3 separate regions of the Gasterosteus aculeatus genome follow, and regions 2 and 3 are each linked to region 1. The links are chromatin contacts, called in public Hi-C maps. All regions are on one chromosome and are shown on one strand. The core of a region is the stretch at or near the end of the contact, and the rest is flanking DNA. Distances in the headings are between cores, read along the strand shown.

Region 1 (2,993 bases), core at 345-2,844:
ATAGAAAAAATTAAAATAAATGAAAATCAGATTTCATTTTGAGTAATTTCCTACAGAATAAAACGGTAGGACATTTACCCGGCTACTTTGCCTGAGTCCCCAATATTTTTATCGGTAGAAGGAGCCATTGATAGAAATCATAAAAACTTTTCAGAATTGAGGAAGGCGGAGTTTTTGGTAGCCAAATTGTTACTCATATCCCATACACATGCCAACCAATTCTCCAACCGCCTGATCTTTTGTTGCAAGGCTCTCTTTCTCCCCTGTCTGCCACCTCACTCTTTATCCGTCCAATAAAGACAAAAAACGTCTCACTGTATTCAAGCTATGTAAACAGAAGATGATGTCCTTTTATTGAAACAATAAAAGGTTAGGGAGACTGGAGTTTTGCTCTTAAATGTCCAGAAAATGAAATCACGAGGTGCAAGCTGACAGTAACCAAGACATGAGAGTATGTTCAGTAATGTAATAGTGAAAGAACTGACAGGAAGAAAGAGAAAGAAAGAAACCAAAGCTACAGTTCAAATGAAACGCCACAGTCGAGTGTCGAGTAGCAGGAATGTGTTGTGCGTGAAAAGACAGGAGGTATTTTTCACATGATTAAATAGATTTCTCCACGTTAAACCACTCTCTATGGCCTGTGGTGTAAGCCGTAGCTTTTTTCCACAAATGAATTTGACAATTTTCACACTTTATCCAAACCTCATCTACCATTGGTCGGGGGACCCCTGGTTTAGACCAATGGTGGGTAGATTGCCAAGTATTAGCAAGTAATGGCAATCCACCCACCCCCCCAGCGAACGTGTAGTAGCAGGACCCAAACAGGACAGCGCTGCATACCGTTTGCGGAAAACGAATCAATATTTTTTTTAAACAACGAGCCCCTCGGGGAACCGTCACAATCAACCCACGCATTCTCGGTCATGACCTTACTTGATGACTTGCACGGGTTGGATTAAGCCAGGGTTAAATGTGTGAGTTAGTGAGCAAATATCGCTAATTATCATTAGCTTTCCGTTAGCTCTCCCGCGGTCGACCGTGCATGCGTGACGTGACTTGACGTGAAATCTACCGACACCGCCTTGGCGATTGGCCCCCGAGTCTAAAGGAACACATCCTGCCCTCTGCTTTGTTTGGTTGGCTGCTTGATTTGGTTAACACACACACACACGCAAACAGAAGCAATATCAGTGTGAGCAGTGGGATCTTTTTGTGACAAAAGCTTAAATTTACATTAGGTGCAAGCAAGAACATTGTATTCACATTTTGTATGTTTGTAGCGCCGACAAATTCAAATTCACTTATTGTTGTTATTTTAAGAAAATGAAAGACGTTGTCGAAGCCTCATAGCGAATGGTTCCGGAAACATAAGTAACATAAGTTGCTCATCCCATGTCGGTGGTGTAAGTGTGATTGATGGCGGAGCAGCTGTTCCTCGGGGTGGGGTTGCACCACTGTCTCTGCCATGAGGGCTCCCGGTGGCCATGCTGCCTGTCCAGCTGCCTGCCCTGCTCCGCCGGTTAGTGTTCTGCAGAAACATTTAGTGCCTGCCGCTCACAGAGGGCGCTAGTCAGACCGGCTGACTGCAGCTGCTGGAAGGCACAGAGGAAAGGGCGAGTGAGAACCCGCCGCCACCGCTGTGCTGAGAGCCGGAGAGGCAAACAGGACGTACGGTGCCTTCACGCGCACATTCGTCCCGATAGAAGTTATTCAGCCCAGATTCACCGCATCAGATTACGGTGGACAAAATGAGGGAAACACAAATTCAATGCGGTTCAGCACCTCAAACCACACTGTCCAGAAGGACTGGGGTTAGCTTCACTTTGAATGCAACACTCTCTCAAAAATGTTACTGCATTATTATTAGGATTTATTTGTTCTTTGTTCCCTTGCTTGCCTCAAATCTCTTGAGAACATCTAGGAAGGAAGAAGATTATGCGATCAACCTCAAGAAATGATTTCCCAGGAATATAAAGAAAAAACTTAATTAACTTATTCCACTTTGGCAAAAAATATGAATCCGATTCCAAACCTTGTGAGTTATTGGTCTTTTAGTGGAGATTGTCATCCCCATTTTTTGTATGAACTTCTAGCAACCAGTGGTTCGGCTCATGATGGAGCAGAAAAGCGATCTTTCATTACGCTGAGTCAAAGCGAGAGCTCTCAGCTGTTACAGACCTGAAGCCTGCAGCTCGCAACTTCACCTTTTTGTTTCACATCCATCGCTAGCGGATCCAAAGAAACATCCTGTTTGCTGTCGATCTGAGGCGACCAACGTACCGTTATGTCAGCGTAGCTTCGTTTTGATCCAGGCGGTGAGCTGCACAGCCTATTCACAATATCTCTACAGGCCCACCCATTTGATTATGAGTCACAGAAGGTGTGACTAAATTGAAAAAATCAATATTCTTTTAATAAACGTTATGGGCGTTACTGTCCAAATGTTGCAAAAAATGCAAAAAATATCATCTTTCTTAATAAATCTACATGTACCTCTAAGGTGTGTGTATTTGGAGAGAGCGAGTGAACTCTACCTCTAGATAGCTAGTTGATGTATTGTTACTGAATCAGGGTTCACCAGAGGTAGTTGTTGTAGTTGACATATTGGCTTCTGTTAATCAGTGACGGCGCCTTTCTCCTTTCATGTGCAATAAACTGCCCATGAAGAGTTGAGACACAGATTTCCAAGAAGCTTTCCATCATTCCAAACATGGTAATTATCAACCAATCACACAGGAGTCCGTCCCACTCATGTCATGTGGACTTTTGTCCAAAAACAGTTAAACCTTAGTCACATCCCTTTGGGAGGGAATGAGATTTATTTGCAAAGAGCTCGATCACAGGACCTTTTTCAAGTTGCTAAATGAAGAGAAAAGAAGGCAAATACCTCAATCCAAAATTGAAACAGCCAGTGGAATGTGCCGGGGCACGGGGAGGTGACGCAGGAATTAGCTGTAATCAGAGAAAAACTTGGAGAATGCTGCTGCTCTGTG
Region 2 (2,993 bases), core at 215-2,714, 42 kb after region 1:
GTATTTTTAATTATTTTATGAAAATATGACGAATGAAGAAAAAAAATGTGTTTCCGTGTGCTGCTCTGTCGGGATCGTTTTTTGGCTCGTGTAATTGTGACTTGAATTCATTTCTTTTTGGACTACATGAAAGCCACTCTATTGACAATATGCCTTTGGGACTTATTTCCTTCTTTATGAAACAATCTATTCCGAATTAATTTCTGATGTCGCAACCGATTGGGGCTGGGCGCAAATTCTTGGCCCGGCCCCAACTATGCGTGTCATTGAATTTATATGTGCTCTTTATGTGATTAGAGTTTTGTTTCGTTTTCTCATAAAAGTTTTATACACATTCTAAAGTGCTGGAAAATAAGTCCGCTCACTCCAGGGTGGGTTACTGATTCCAAACGTTGAACATTGCTGCATTGTCTGCTGTCTCGTTCTTCAGGTTTGTGAGGAGGAGAAGTGCGAGGAAGAGGTTTTTCCCCTGGCCATGAACTACTTAGATAGATTTTTAGCTGTGGTACCCACCAAAAAGTGCAACCTGCAGCTGCTGGGAGCAGTGTGCATGTTTCTTGCATCCAAATTGAAAGAGACCCGTCCATTAACCGCAGAGAAGCTTTGCATCTACACAGATAACTCCATCAGACCACAAGAACTGCTGGTAAGCAAACGTTGGTTTAACACTTTTCACAAAATTCACTGTCGTTCCTATGACGATTCATGTTGTTGACATAAGCAAGACACCATGATGTATGTACGTTTTGTCTTGAAAAGCGGGGTGGGGGGGGGTGTTTAGTTGGTTTTATGGTATTCAAGTGCGTTTGTTTTATAAATGTACCTGCAGGGTTGTTCTCTTTTTACCGGCTCTGTCGTGTCGCGCCATCATCAAGAGGTGCACGAAAAGCGAAAGCCTCACACTGAATTGTTCCACAATGAATCTCTTCACTGTACCAGACCCACTGGGCTTTACAGTAACCATCGCGGCCGTGCAATGGTCTCCATCGCCATCTACTGGCAGATATTTTCACAGAGCAACGAGGTCAGCTTGAACCTCGGCCAAAGTTCTGACTCTGTTCCTGTCAGCCTTAGAGGGAGAGACACAGAGAAATACAAGTTTGCCTTTTACAGTTCAGCCTCTGTCCAAAAATAACCATTGATGCAAGCATTTCTGATGTTATGTCATGCGGCGCTATTTTTGCTCCTCACACATTTTTCAGCGATGAAATGTAGGTCCCAGTCACAGCGAAGCACATAAGTGAGTGGGGCTTGCAGGTGTCTTTTAGAGTCGGCAAAATGCCATTAGACTGTGCTATGTTCCCTGAGGCCTGATGGTACCGGCTCTTACCACCTAATTGACTCAGTTTCACATCAGATAAGTGTTTCCCCACCGCTCTGTGGTGCTTCATAAACATTCCTTAGTAAACAACAGCCAATCCCACCCATGTTGTGAAAGAGGCCACATACTCTGACTCAGGGAAAGGTGCAATGGTCAGCGTATCGTGGTTGTAGGGGTGACATGCGTTCAAATGGGAAAGTGGTGTTAGACGGGGCGGACTCGTGTAATAAAACGGTAATCTTTTTGCTGCACTTGACAACAAAAAAAACAAAAAACGTCCTACTTTTTATGATCAGTCTGAAGACCCAGCCCTCAGTCCCAACTGGTTTGCCGGGGCCTCTTCGCTCTGTTTCTGTATAAGGCAGTATTTTGGCTGACATGCAGATACAGGAAACGGAGATCAGCTGCTCGGGGCATGTGATCGTTTTTTTTTCTCTTTTTGTCCTTGTCTTTGGTAACAATTTCTTGTAAAGAGAACCGCAATGTTACAAAGATGGTGTGACCAGAGGAAGGCACTATAGCAGAAGGAAGTGGGTGCCTGCATGCCTGCCACTCTCGTCAGTACCGAGCCTGTGTTGCAAGGTTCTTCACGGCCCTCGCTGTAGGCCTGAATCCGGCTTGCCGTCTCCGGTGGAAAGAGGCTTTTGAGAGCAGGGGGCAGCCTCGTTGCAGACATTCGGGCTGACGCAATCAACAGGCCACTGTTGGGCCATGATTTGCATATGATCAAATTGTTGAATCTCTCACATCGTGGTTACACACCTTCAAGCAAGCAGATGAAGATATTTTTAACCTTTTTTCAGTCGGAGGTGCTTTCCAATTCTCGCTTCCTCCCTCATGGGTATCAGTGGGTACAAACACAATCTTTGTTTTTGTTGATGTTTTGTTTAAAACCCTCTGCACCACTTCTATCCGTGTTCGTAGCATCACAGAGCTGAGGAAACAGCTGAGAAATGGCCCTTGGATAAGCATGCCGGGTCAGTGGTAGCCATGTTGACTTGTCTCATGACTGAGTCCATGTGGTCTCTCTCTCTCTCTCTCTCACTGAAAGGGAAAATAAAGAGCATCCTTGGTCCCGGTCACAAGGCTGCAGTCCGGAACCAAACCACGAAAATTTTTCCCGAATTAGTCACCACCTCTTCCGTTAATCACTTCCTCCTCAAGGAAGTGAAAGTAATGATTCACCCTTTACAGAGCAGAACACCACGCCCGTTGTCCCTCCACAATTTGCCACGAGAGCCGCGTTAAAAGTGATTTGTGAAGTACAGAGAATTGAATTCTTCCGAGTCCGATGACACAGAATAGGTGTAGAGTTACGTGTGATTCAAAACTGCACTTCAAACGCTGCCCACGGTGTTTCCTGTGAGGTATCTTACTATACGTGCCGCTCCGTTTACTCCGAAAGGGGTGAATTTATTTACAGAACAGAATTGGCAGAAAGATGCAATATAGAAAAATAATGGGACACGCGCGTGCACACACACACACACACACACACACACACACACACACACACACACACACACACTGTACAACCTCTGGTGGGCCTCTTATGGAAAGTCCCCAGATGCCAGACAGACAGATGGGGAGGGAGACAGTGTTGTGAGGTCACCTGGGTTGGTGGCGCTGCTGGAGTTTCTCGGCCATGGCGAGTCCAACGTAATAACAATAA
Region 3 (2,993 bases), core at 174-2,673, 48 kb before region 1:
TTATGTGCTCTGCCAATGACTGAGGTAAGGTATAATTGACTCATTGTTGGGATTTGGGAAACTTGAGTGACGTTTGCTGGTGTTTGCTCTGACGCAGGTTAGGTTGTCTTTCTCTGACGGGTAAATGGGACGAAGTGTCAAATGTGGTTCATGTCTTTGTCAAACAACCCGTCTAGGTGTGAGACGCCGCTTTCGTCTTCGGCCATTTTTGAACGGACTCGCAGCAGATGTCTTCAACATAATATCCTCGCGTCTGAGGATAGTTGGATTTGCCGTCCTGCTAAAGGTTTGACACAGTCGGCCATATTTTCACTCTCTCATCACATCCATTTTAACTTGGGTGTTTTACTTTTACATCGCACCGTATTTAGTGCTATGACATGACACTGCAACTGCAGGCCTTAAAGTAGCAATAATCTATTAATTCCTTTTACGCTCTCTCCAACAAAGCTCCTACAAAGACTGCCGTACCCCATCACAGTTCTGAATCAAGTCCTGATGATACTGTCACAGCCCTTTCTTCCATTTTCAAATGGCGGACCGGGCTGCCTTGACTTTCGGTGTTTGTGCTTTCCATTCCCACAGAGGGAAGTTTCCTCTTTTGTTTCTTTACAAGGGAATCGTGTGAGATTGCTCTCTTTGAGTACCTAGTGTGTGCAATAATAAGCTCGGGAAGTGAATGCTATTGGCTCACTTAATGTTAGGACATTATACAAACATCAGGAGGTAGAGCGCAGGTGTCACGGACAGTACTTTACGTGAAAGCTGAATGAACTATTTCAATGGCATCATTTCAACCAAAGCACAGTTTGCGGACCCCCGTCTGCAGAGGGCCTAGCAGGTGTACACTGTAAGTCAATCAGCACGTTTGACCTGCTAGAAAATACAAGCTTCGCGCCCGCAGCTCCGCCTCTCACTCATGGCAAGAAAGGATCCTCAAGTTTCCATTTCTGAACAGCAGTAAAAGAATTCCAAGAAAGCTGCCCAGCACAATGCCACTGTATTCCAATCCTCTGACACATAAAACCCCTTGTAAAGGAATCACAGTGCTCAGTGTTGACATTTTTGTACTGCTTAGAAAATGGTGTTGGTCTGAGTAAGTTCCAACGTCAAGTTGCATCTCCTTAAGAGGGGCTTTGACCTTCCGAGCACACTGCAGATGCAAAGGCTGTGATTGCTGGAACTCTTTACACAGTCGACCTATCGTGGATTTGCAAAATAGGGTCAGGTAGAATGCTTTTTCCAAATCATTTGTATGCTCTGCAGCGGCGTCTGCGTTGATGCACGCTCGTGTGGCTGCCTGCACGCGCACTGCAGTCTCCAAGAAGCTGCTGAGAGACCACAACAGCACTAGTTGCTGCAGCTGTGGCTGTTGGGCTGACTGACTGATCGAATAGCCTTCTGGCTGCTCCACTGCTGTGATCTGGGCCAAGAGCGGAACTGCAAGGACTCATCTTTTGTGTCCTCATTCAGCACATACCTCACATGCCTGCACACTAGAAAGGAAAAACCTGCATTGACTAGTCTCGCCAAATCGTCCCCATATTATTTTTGTTCTTTCTTTGTTTGTTCTTTCTCTCTCTCCTTCTCCCCTTCCTGTCTAACTGTGTTAAGGAAAGCATCTGTCGTGCCCAATTCCAGATGTTTGACCTCCTCTAAAGGGAAGATGCCAACCATTGTATAATTACAAATGTACACAATTGAGATCCGGTTTGAAGACCGTCTCCAATCTTAGTTGGAACCCTCTCTCGGCCGGCCAGAGACTAAGCTTCATGTCGTTATGGTCGGGTGCGTCGTCGACTGCGTGGCGCCCACAAAAACGGAATCTGCGGTAGAAAAAAAACACTCCTTGTCTTCGAAATAAGGATGTTTTTAACTTGTCGTTTTTGGACTTTCTTGCACTTCACAGTCAAAGGTCTCCTTAGGTGTTCCTCAGGTGCTCACACCCCCATTTGGAATCCTGTGTGTTTGAGTAGCGTCACAGATGCTTGGGTACATTTCTATGTGCTTGTGTGTGTGTGTGTGCGTGTGCGTTTGGTTTTGTGCAGCGCATCTTTATGTATATATGAGTCAGAAAAAGTTCCATCAAATTTCCCCTGTATGTCATTAATGCAGATAGCACCACTCCCACAGCGTGGAAAAAGCACCAATACGATTACAGTGAAATTCTAGAACGGTGCCATTTCCTAAATGGACAAGAGAACCCGTTCATGGGAACCCAACGTCATTTGGTTCCATTCATTTTATGGGGGTTTACATTAAATGTTTGGTCTTTGGTTGACGTATTTCCATCGCAGCTATTATAACCGCAAGAGCAGATGCAGCTGCCTTGACGTCCGTCTCCCTTTGCCTGCCTCGGGCCTGTTCTCTCCAATGTGCAATCCTTCTTTTCCAATATCATCGTATGGAGGCCCGCAACTCTCTTCCATTCATCTATGTTCACACGCCGGGAAATGGGAGGCTGGTTACCGTGGGCCAAGTTGGTGAGCTTGGTTTTAACTAGATACCTTTCCTGAACTCTGAAGCTCTGGTCTTCGACAGCTCAGAGCTTTACGGTTGTTGAAAATAGTTTGTCTCTTCCATTCTCCTCCCTTTTAAGTCACACTTCTCTGACACCAAAGATGAGACGTAAGCCACAAGTGTTCGCTCCCGCTGTAATTTTCCACGTCTCCCCGAGCACGGAGCATGAGCAGATGGAGATGCAGCTCTGTGTCCACATGTGTGCACGTGCCAAGAATTCGGCGTGTTGCAAAAAGAATCCATTCAGCAACTTTCGTGATCTCTCATGTCGATTTACTTACTTTCTATTCATTTCACCCCTACGTGCAGTGGTGCGATGCTGCAACCCCTGAAATTTCGGAGCCTTAAAAGGATCTTGATGACTGAATGCAATTCCTCAAGCTCACCCCCCCCCCCCCCCCTCCAACCATTTCCCCATCTGTCCCCACCCATCACGTCCTCTTCAGCGGAGGTCAGGGGGACCTGGCAGGTGA

What was found. A called contact is a pair of places that touch in the nucleus more often than the background predicts.
Region 2: a Hi-C map of tail fin shows a contact between it and region 1, with 3 times the contacts expected there. The contact joins two enhancer-like sites. A contact is called at or near these places in 3 of 6 Hi-C or Micro-C datasets (skeletal muscle, tail fin and whole body).
Region 3: a Hi-C map of tail fin shows a contact between it and region 1, with 2.8 times the contacts expected there. The contact joins two enhancer-like sites. A contact is called at or near these places in 2 of 6 Hi-C or Micro-C datasets (skeletal muscle and tail fin).

What each region holds. Positions count from the first base shown.
Region 1 is chrX:6,240,357-6,243,349 of fGasAcu3.hap1.1, reverse strand. All of the region lies in intron 1 of ccnd2a (cyclin D2, a), which reads left to right. Among protein-coding and RNA genes, the nearest start is that of tigara, 61 kb to the right of the region's middle. Within about 2 kb of position 1,594, at least 5 of the 9 cell types and tissues checked have open chromatin away from gene starts, as enhancers often do.
Region 2 is chrX:6,198,177-6,201,169 of fGasAcu3.hap1.1, reverse strand. It overlaps ccnd2a (cyclin D2, a), which reads left to right. Exons shown (of 6, transcript XM_040162197.2): 3 at 431-646. The coding sequence starts at 476. Among protein-coding and RNA genes, the nearest start is that of tigara, 19 kb to the right of the region's middle. Within about 2 kb of position 1,464, at least 3 of the 9 cell types and tissues checked have open chromatin away from gene starts, as enhancers often do.
Region 3 is chrX:6,288,046-6,291,038 of fGasAcu3.hap1.1, reverse strand. The region is part of intron 1 of ccnd2a (cyclin D2, a); the gene reads left to right. Among protein-coding and RNA genes, the nearest start is that of ccnd2a, 16 kb to the left of the region's middle. Within about 2 kb of position 1,423, at least 2 of the 9 cell types and tissues checked have open chromatin away from gene starts, as enhancers often do.